2 separate regions of the Mus musculus genome follow, and region 2 is linked to region 1. Evidence: chromatin contacts called from public HiChIP or PLAC-seq data. All regions are on one chromosome and are shown on one strand. The core of a region is the stretch at or near the end of the contact, and the rest is flanking DNA. Distances in the headings are between cores, read along the strand shown. Region 1 overlaps Acacb (acetyl-Coenzyme A carboxylase beta). Region 2 has its middle 34 kb from the start of Gm13790.

Evidence for each region. HiChIP or PLAC-seq counts read pairs in DNA pulled down with a chosen protein or histone mark.
Region 2: a contact with region 1 is called in an H3K27ac HiChIP or PLAC-seq map of embryonic stem cells, with 5 read pairs. The contact joins two enhancer-like sites. A contact is called at or near these places in 2 of 484 Hi-C or Micro-C datasets (bone marrow-derived macrophages and embryonic stem cells) and 2 of 115 datasets of contacts at active chromatin or transcription factors (both in embryonic stem cells).

Annotation. Positions count from the first base shown.
Region 1 is chr5:114,183,742-114,187,766 of GRCm38.p6, forward strand. Acacb (acetyl-Coenzyme A carboxylase beta) reads left to right here. Exons shown (of 52, transcript NM_133904.2): 2 at 309-441. Among named protein-coding and RNA genes, the nearest start is that of Acacb, 20 kb to the left of the region's middle. Within about 2 kb of position 2,285, at least 9 of the 459 cell types and tissues checked have an H3K27ac peak or open chromatin away from gene starts, as enhancers often do. A contact at or near this core is called in embryonic stem cells, where this site is marked.
Region 2 is chr5:114,514,874-114,518,898 of GRCm38.p6, forward strand. No RefSeq gene overlaps it. Among named protein-coding and RNA genes, the nearest start is that of Gm13790, 34 kb to the right of the region's middle. Within about 2 kb of position 2,373, at least 7 of the 459 cell types and tissues checked have an H3K27ac peak or open chromatin away from gene starts, as enhancers often do. A contact at or near this core is called in embryonic stem cells, where this site is marked.

The DNA of each region.
Region 1 (4,025 bases), core at 1,035-3,534:
CTCAGGGCAGGGACAGTGGCACAGGCCTCCTAGGGTAGCACTGTCTGGCCTTGAGTCTTCTTGTTCATCCAGGTTTGTGTGTGTGTGTGTGTGTGTGTGTGTGTACGTGCGTGTACACAGGGTATTTCAGGGTATGTGAGTGTATGTGAATGTGTACAGGGTGTATGTATGAAGTATGTGAGTGAGTGTGTGAGCGAGTGTGTGTGTGTATGATACTCTCTGGCCACTGGCTTTGCCCGTACAGCTCCAGGCTCCTGTCCTGGGGACCCCAGGCTTCCTCCCTCACGGCTGCTATTTTTCCTTTGCAGGCCCAGCATGTCTGGACTCCATCTGGTGAAGAGAGGCCGAGAACACAAGAAACTGGACCTGCACAGAGATTTCACCGTCGCGTCCCCAGCCGAGTTTGTCACTCGGTTTGGAGGCAACAGGGTCATAGAGAAGGTAGAGACATGTCTTATAGGCTAGTGATTGAGGGGGCCGGGCCCTTTTCTTCTTGGAGGTCCAGCATCAGGCTTTTTCTTCCCACTTCAGAGGTCGAGGACGCCTCCTCTTGGGACATCTGTTTGGGCAATGAGTGCTTGCCTTTGGGAGCTTTTTACACACACACACAGCATGGGTGAATTAGCCCATTCCTCAGAAATGGAGACTGAGTCTCTGGCCTTGATCAAGAGGCTCCTGAGTGCTTTGGGGAATGGAGCCACTTCCTGGGTCGACGGTAGGAGAGCAGCGAAGCTGCTGCCAGCCACTTTCAGAGGTTAGGGCTTCTTAGAGGAGAGGAGACCACGAACTACAGTGAGCAGGTCCCTTGGTTATGTCTCCTGTGTTCATGACAAGCTGTGGCCCAGAGGTGGGATGCAGGTTGTCCAAGGTTAATAAGAGGAGTCGAAGGGATTTGAACGTGGCTTGATGGTTCCTCCGTCTTGCTCCAAACACTCAGGGTCTCCTGGGAAAGAACATTGCTTTTTTTTAAGATTTATTTATTTTTTTATGTGAGTACACTGTTGCTGTCTTCAGACACACCAGAAGAGAGCATTGGATCCCATTACAGATGGTTTTGAGCCACCATGTGGTTGCTGGGAATTGAACTCAGGACCTTTGAAAGAGCAGTCAGTGAGCCATCTTTCCAGTCCCTGTTTTGGATTTTTTTTGTTTTGTTTTGTTTTTTTGTTTTGAATTTTGTGTATCCCAGGCTAGCCTCAAACCCCAAGGATAAACTTGCCCTTGTGATAATCCCACCTGTACCTCCCAAGTGTGTGCCATGACGGCCAGTCTATGCAGTACTAGCCACTGAACCCAGGACTCCTCCACTTCTAGACTCTGTATTTTGGACTCATTAGGAGACTGTTTTGCTGCGGCGGACCGGGCTCAGTCAGCCCCCCTTAATCTGCAGAAAAAAATTTGGGGGTCCCGGTTTCAGTTGGGCAAAGAGTTGGTGACAATATTAACACAAGGGAGTGTGGTATCTGAATGTAATTTGTCTCAAAGTGAGCAGCAGTCTTATAAGTGACTTTTACACAAAACAGGGAAATGTGTACTTAAAAGCTAACAGGAACCAGCTGGGATAAAATTCAATGTTAACATCTGGGATCAAAAGCAGCCCCACCTAAGGTCAGCTTAATCTTAGAAGTCAGGGGTAAGGGCATCGTGCCCTTGCCGTAGTTCCTATTCTAGTCTATTGTATAGTCCACCTTCCCCATAGGCCATTGTAAATTCCTGTGTATGGGTGTAACTCAGCTATCTATAGTTCTAAGTATCTACTCTGGTTCCTCCCTAGACCCCAATCTTCCTTCTTCCTAGATAATGGTAAATTTTTGCATATGGGAGTAGCTTGCCCTGAGATTTCTAACTCTTATCCAGTAAAATACTGTAAGAAAGCATGCAAGACCCTCCACATTATTGCAGGGACAAATCTGGGGCATTCTAGCTATGGGGATGCCAAATTTCCAGGGGACCAAGTTTCCGTGAACTTTTCACCTCTGGACTATATCCAGGTTTTTGGGGCCTGTCACACGTGTCACTACTGGAATGGATGTAGCGTTTTGCAGCCGGCTCCACTGTGGCTGGTGTTTCGTCCTCAGAACATCACAGCTCACTAGCCTCAGGTAGCCTCTGCCCGGTGCTCTCACACTTTCTGACTTAGTAGCTGATCCCAGCTTGCCCTCAGTACTGGAGATTCATGAGAAAGCCTGTACCTGGAAATGAGAGTGGAGAGATCTAGCTCCCCCCAATGGGGCTCCAAGAATGTGTCTTCCCTTGCCACCTCCAGCCCTCTGAACCAAGCCTTGCTTTAGCAATGAGAAAGCCACGTTAGGCTGTACTCATTCCTTCCCAGTGGTGGCCCTCTCCAGTGATGCTCACCCTGAGTGATTCTCCTCCCCAGTGGTGCTCCTCCCCAGTGGTGCTCCCAGCAGTGATGCTTCTCCCCAGGGGTGCCCCTCCCCAGTCGTGCTCCCCTGCAGTTTTGCTTCCCTGCAGTGGTGTTCCCCAAAGACTTAGCAGGGCCATGCAGGAGAGCCAGGAGCCTTGGTCAAGGCCTGAGGTCACAGTGTGAGCTTGACTGGGCCTGAGTTTCCCCATCTGTTAAACAGAGGCAGTCACATCCCACACTTCAGAGGAGGCCAGGCCTTAGCAGCATGGCCAGGGTTGTGTAGCAGTGGGAGAGAACACAGGAAGGAACTGCTCTGTGAGTCAGAGCTTGAGACCAGAGGCCTAATTACCTGTGGAGATTGGGTATTATTTATTTATTTTAAAGATTTATTTATTTATTATATGTAAGTACACTGTAGCTGTCTTCAGACACTCCAGAAGAGGGTGTCAGATCTCATTACGGATGGTTGTGAGCCACCATGTGGTTGCTGGGATTTGAACTCCAGACCTTCGGAAGAGCAGTCGGGTGCTCTTACCCACTGAGCCATCTCACCAGCCCGGGTATTATTTATTTTGAGACAGGGTTTCATTCTGTAGCCAGGATATCTGTGACCTTGAAGTCTTTCTTCAGTTTCTAGACAGATTCTGCCTGGATTCTTTTTCTTTTTCTTTTTTTCTTTTTTTCTTTTTTTTTTTTTTTTAAGATTTATTTATTATTATATGTAAGTACACTGTAGTTGTCTTCAGACACACCAGAAGAGGGAGTCAGATCTTGTTACGGATGGTTATGAGCCACCATGTGGTTGCTGGGATTTGAACTCTGGACCTTCGGAAGAGCAGTCGGGTGCTCTTACCCACTGAGCCATCTCACCAGCCCCCTTTTTTTTTTTTTTTTTTGAGACAGGGTCTCACTGTGTAGCCCTGGCTGCCCTGGAAGTCTCTGTGTAGACCAGGATGGCCTCAAACTCAGAGATCTGCCTGTCTCTGCCTCCTGAGTGCTAACATTATGCCCAACTCAAAAGATTTATGTATTCTATATTATGAGTGTTTGTCAGCATATGTATGTATGAATGTATGTATGTATGTATGTATGTATGTATACATGTATATATATATACATATATATATACATGTATATATATACATACATATATGCAGTGTGCATGCAGTTTTCTCAGAGGACAGAAGAGGGCGCTAGATCCCCTGGAACTGGAGTTACAGATGCTTATAAAAGATCTGCTGTGTAGGTGCTGAGAACTGAACAACCCAGGTCCCCTGTCAGAGCAGCCAGAGGCCTACCGAGCCATCTCTCCAGGCCTGAGAGATGCTGATGGTCTTTCTTTAGTGCTGGGGGATTGTCTTAGTTAGGGTTTTACTGCTGTGAAGAGACACCATGACCAAAGCAACTCTTATAAGGACAACATTTAATTGGGGCTGGCTGACAGGTCCATTATCATCAAGGCAGGAGCATGGCAGTGTCCAGGCAGATGTGGGGCTTGAGAAGCTGTGAGTTCCACCTCTTGTTCCGAAGGCAGCTAGGAGAAGACTGACTTCTAGCCAGCTCGGATGAGGGTATTAAAGCCCACGCCCAACCAAACAAAAGAAACCCAACCAAACAAAAATGTATAGTTATTGCTAAAGGTTTGTGTGTGTGTGTG
Region 2 (4,025 bases), core at 1,123-3,622, 330 kb after region 1:
CTCAAGATGACCCAGTTTAGGACAAGGACTTAGCCATACACCTGCAGGTTTATGAACCCAACTGAAAATTAGATGTTTCATTTCTTATTAAAAGCAGCTTGTCTACGCCTGTTCCAAGGATAATTTCAAATTCAAGGGCAACCTAAGATTTGCCTTCATCTCGGTACTCAGGGGTCAAAGCGGAAGATCTCAAGATGCAGGTAAGTCTGGGCTACACAGTGAGACCCTTCCTCAGACAACAAAAGAAAAGGGGCCGGGGAGATGGCTCAGTCAGTGAAGGGCTTGCTGGGTGTAAAAGCCAGGTGTGGTGGTACTCTGCAAAAGTAGAGGCATGGAGACAGAGGGGATCCCTGGAGTTTTCTGGTTGCTGGATAGAAGTCTGTTAGGTTCAGTGAGAGGCCCTGTTTCAGAATATATGCCAGAGAATAACCAAGGAAGACACTTAATGCTGACCATACACACACACACACACACACACACACACACACAGGCCAAGCAGGCCTGGGCTCAAGTCTTGACCCAATACTTCCTTCTTGTGGCCATTTTTATTGCCTTCTCTCTTTGAGCCTCAGTTTATCCAGCTGAGCAGTGGAGGTAATACAGGACAAGTTCATCTTTCCTTGATTTAGTTATAGAACCACAGTCCCAGTCGGTCGATCATAAGACGAAAACATCATTAAGTCAAAAATGTATTTAATTGCCACGAACGAACACTGACATTGCAGCTTAGCCTCGCTGACCTTGAATGTGCTCGGAACATTGACATCAGCCTACAGTGGGTGACATCATCTAACACAACGCCTAGTTTTATGATAAAGTGTGAAGCTGGCTGTGGTGGTACATGTCTGGAATCTTAGCACTTGGGAGGCTGAGGAAGCAGGAGGATCAAGTTCAAAGCCAGTCTGAGGTACACATGAGACGCTGAGGTGGTTAGCGTTACTGTCAGAATCTAGAATCACCTGGGACAAGGATCTCTGGGCAGAGAATAGGATCAACCACCCTGACTCTGAGCTTGGGTGGTATGAATGAAGAGATGAGCAGCCGGGGGTGTTGATTGCTTTTAGCCTTCAGATCACTGATACAATATAACCAGCTGCTTCCAGTGTCTGATTCCCTGATGTCTCTGCTTGGATGGAAGGGGTACTGAACTGCCAGCCAGGAAAAACCAAAAACAAAATAATAATAATAATAATAATAATAATAATAATAATAAAACCTTTGTCCCTTAGGTTGCTTTATTTGTTACTTTTCTATTTCTGTGATAAAACACCATGGCCAAGGCAATTTACAGAAGAAAACGCTTAATTGTGCTTACAGTTGCAGAGGCTTTAGAGTCCCTGATGCAGAGCATCCTGACATTACAGGAATGGTATCTATTTGCATCCCTAAGCAAAGGCGTAGCCCCAGGAGCAGGCACCCAGATCTCATATCTTGAATCTGAAAGCACAAAGCAAAAAGAGTGAACTAGAAATGGCTCACATCGCTGGGCGGTGGTGGTGAATGCCTTTAGTACCAGCACTTGGGAAGCAGAGGCAGAGGCAGAGGCAGAGGCAGGCGGACTTCTAAGTTCGAGGCCAGCCTGGTCTACAGATTGAGTTACAGGACAGCCAAGGCTACACAGAGAAACCCTGTCTCAAAAAAAAAAACAAAAACAAAAACAAAAACAAAAAACAAAAAAAAAAAAACAATAAATGAATAAGTAAATAAAAATAAATAAAATGTAAAAAGAAATGGCTCATATCTTTAAATTCCCCAGCCCACCTCCAATGACATACTTCCTCCAACAAGGCCATGCCTTCTAATCCTCCCCAAACAGTACCAACAACTGGAACCAAGTGTTCAAATGCCCAGCACTGTGGGGGACACTCCATTCAAACTACCACAATTGCTTCTGTCAGGGAATTTTTAAACATCGCAGCCACAGGGAATGGAATGAAGACAGACCCTGTCTTAGTTAGGGTTTCATTGCTGTGAAGAGACACCATGACCACAACAACTCTTATAAAGGAAAAAATTTAATTGGGGCTGGCTTACAGTATCAGAGGTCCAGTCCATTATCATCATGGCAGGAGGCATGGCAGAATAGTGCTGAGAGTTCTTTTTGTTTGTTTTTGGTTTGTTTTTGTTTCGAGACAGGGTTTCTCTGTGTAGCCCTGGCTGTCCTGAAATTCACTCTGTAGACTAGGCTGGCCTCCAACTCAGAAATCCTCCTGCCTCTGCCTCCCAAGTGCTGGGATTAAATGCGTGCACCACCACTGCCCAGCAAGCTGAGAGTTCTTGATCTGCAGGCAGCAGAAATGAAACTGAACCACTCGGCTTCAGTTTTGAACAGCTGAGACCTCAAAGCCCCACCCCTAGTAACGTACTTCCTCCAACAAGGCCACACCCCCTAGTAGCACCAATCCCTAGGAGTCAAGCATTCTAACACATGAATCTGTGGGGTCCATTCCTATTCAAGACACCACTGACCCTGAGAGGGAAGGGGTCGGGGAAGAAGTACTGAAGGAAGGGGGGTTGGGCTCTTTAGTCTCTCCTACAGTTTATCAAATACAGTCCAGAAGACAGCAGCTGTACCATCAGAAAGTCAGAAGTTTAACTTCCTAAGTGGAACCATCAGAGTTGGAGGCTGAGATGCACCCCCGCCCCCACCCTGAGGGACACACGACTAAGATTGGGTCAAGAATGCAATAGCTGGGACTAGGGGAGGTTCAAGAGAAGCCTCAAGGAGCCCCCACTGAGCCCCTTTTCCCATCCTTGCTTCTCCCCCAATTCCACTAGTCACAGCCCAGGGGATGAGCTGAGAAGTAGAGACAGAGGCCCAGAGTGAGAGACTTGCAGGGTCAAACTGGGGAACAGAGCCAGGGATCTCAGACAGACAGGAACTCCCCAAGCCTCCTGACCCCTGGCGCCTGGTATCTTCATGGAAGGTACTCTGGGCTGGCTGGTACCCTTTCCCAGGTCAGTGGCCAGGCACCTCTCAGGCACAAACAAACAAACGGAGGTCTTCAGAACTCCCCAGACATGTGTACAGCATGCACTGTGAGCCTTGCACCAGACAACTTGAAAGCCTCCGTCTGTGCCTGGTCTCGTGCTCCGGTTTTTGTTACCTAATTGTTCTGACAAGATTATAAGCATTGACTGAGGCCGAGAGAGACAAGGCTTGCACTTCAGGTAGCCCCAGAACCCTGAGATCAAGATTTATAGCCAAGTCTGCTTGTGTGATGGTTTGTATATGTTTGGCCCAGGGAGTGGCACTGTTGGGAGGTGTGGCCTTGTTGGAGTGGGTGTGGTCTTGTTGGAGTGGGTGTGGTCTTGTTAGAGTAGGAGTGGCCTTATGGGTGTGGGTTTTAATGCCCTTGTCTTAGTTACCTGGGGGCCAGTCTTCTCCTAGCAGCCTCCAGATGATGAAGATGCAAAACTCTCAGCTCCTCTGACGCCATGCCTGCCTAGATGCTGCCATGTTTCCACCTTGATGATAACAGACTGAACCTCTGACCCTGTAAGCCAGCTGCAATTAAATGTTGTCCTTTATAAGAGTTGCCTTGGTCGGGCTGGAGAGATGGCTCAGCCGTTAAAGGCTAGGCTCACAACCAAAAATATAAGAGTTGCCTTGGTCATGGTGTCTGTTCACAGCAGTAAAACCCTAACTAAGACAGCTTATATCCCGGGTAGCCCAGCATCTGCCTCTACTACCTGACCCTACATAGACTCCCACATAGAAGGAGAAAGGAGCTCACATTCTTTCACAGTTCCATACATTCTCTGAATGTCTCCCTGTGAAGCCTCCACCTTTCCCAGCTCCCACCCTTATGCTGAGGTCCTCACCTTGTCCCACCATGTGGCTTCCTGGTCACCAGAGCAAGGTATCAAGTGGTACTTCCTCCATCCCTTCAAATAGAACAGCAGATGGTCATTTATCAGACCCAAGGAATGGACCCACAGAAGGCTAATGAGCTTCCTAGCTTGCTAGAGGCTACCTGGGACCCACAGCCCCTGTCTTAGTTTAGGTTTTATTGCTGTGAAGA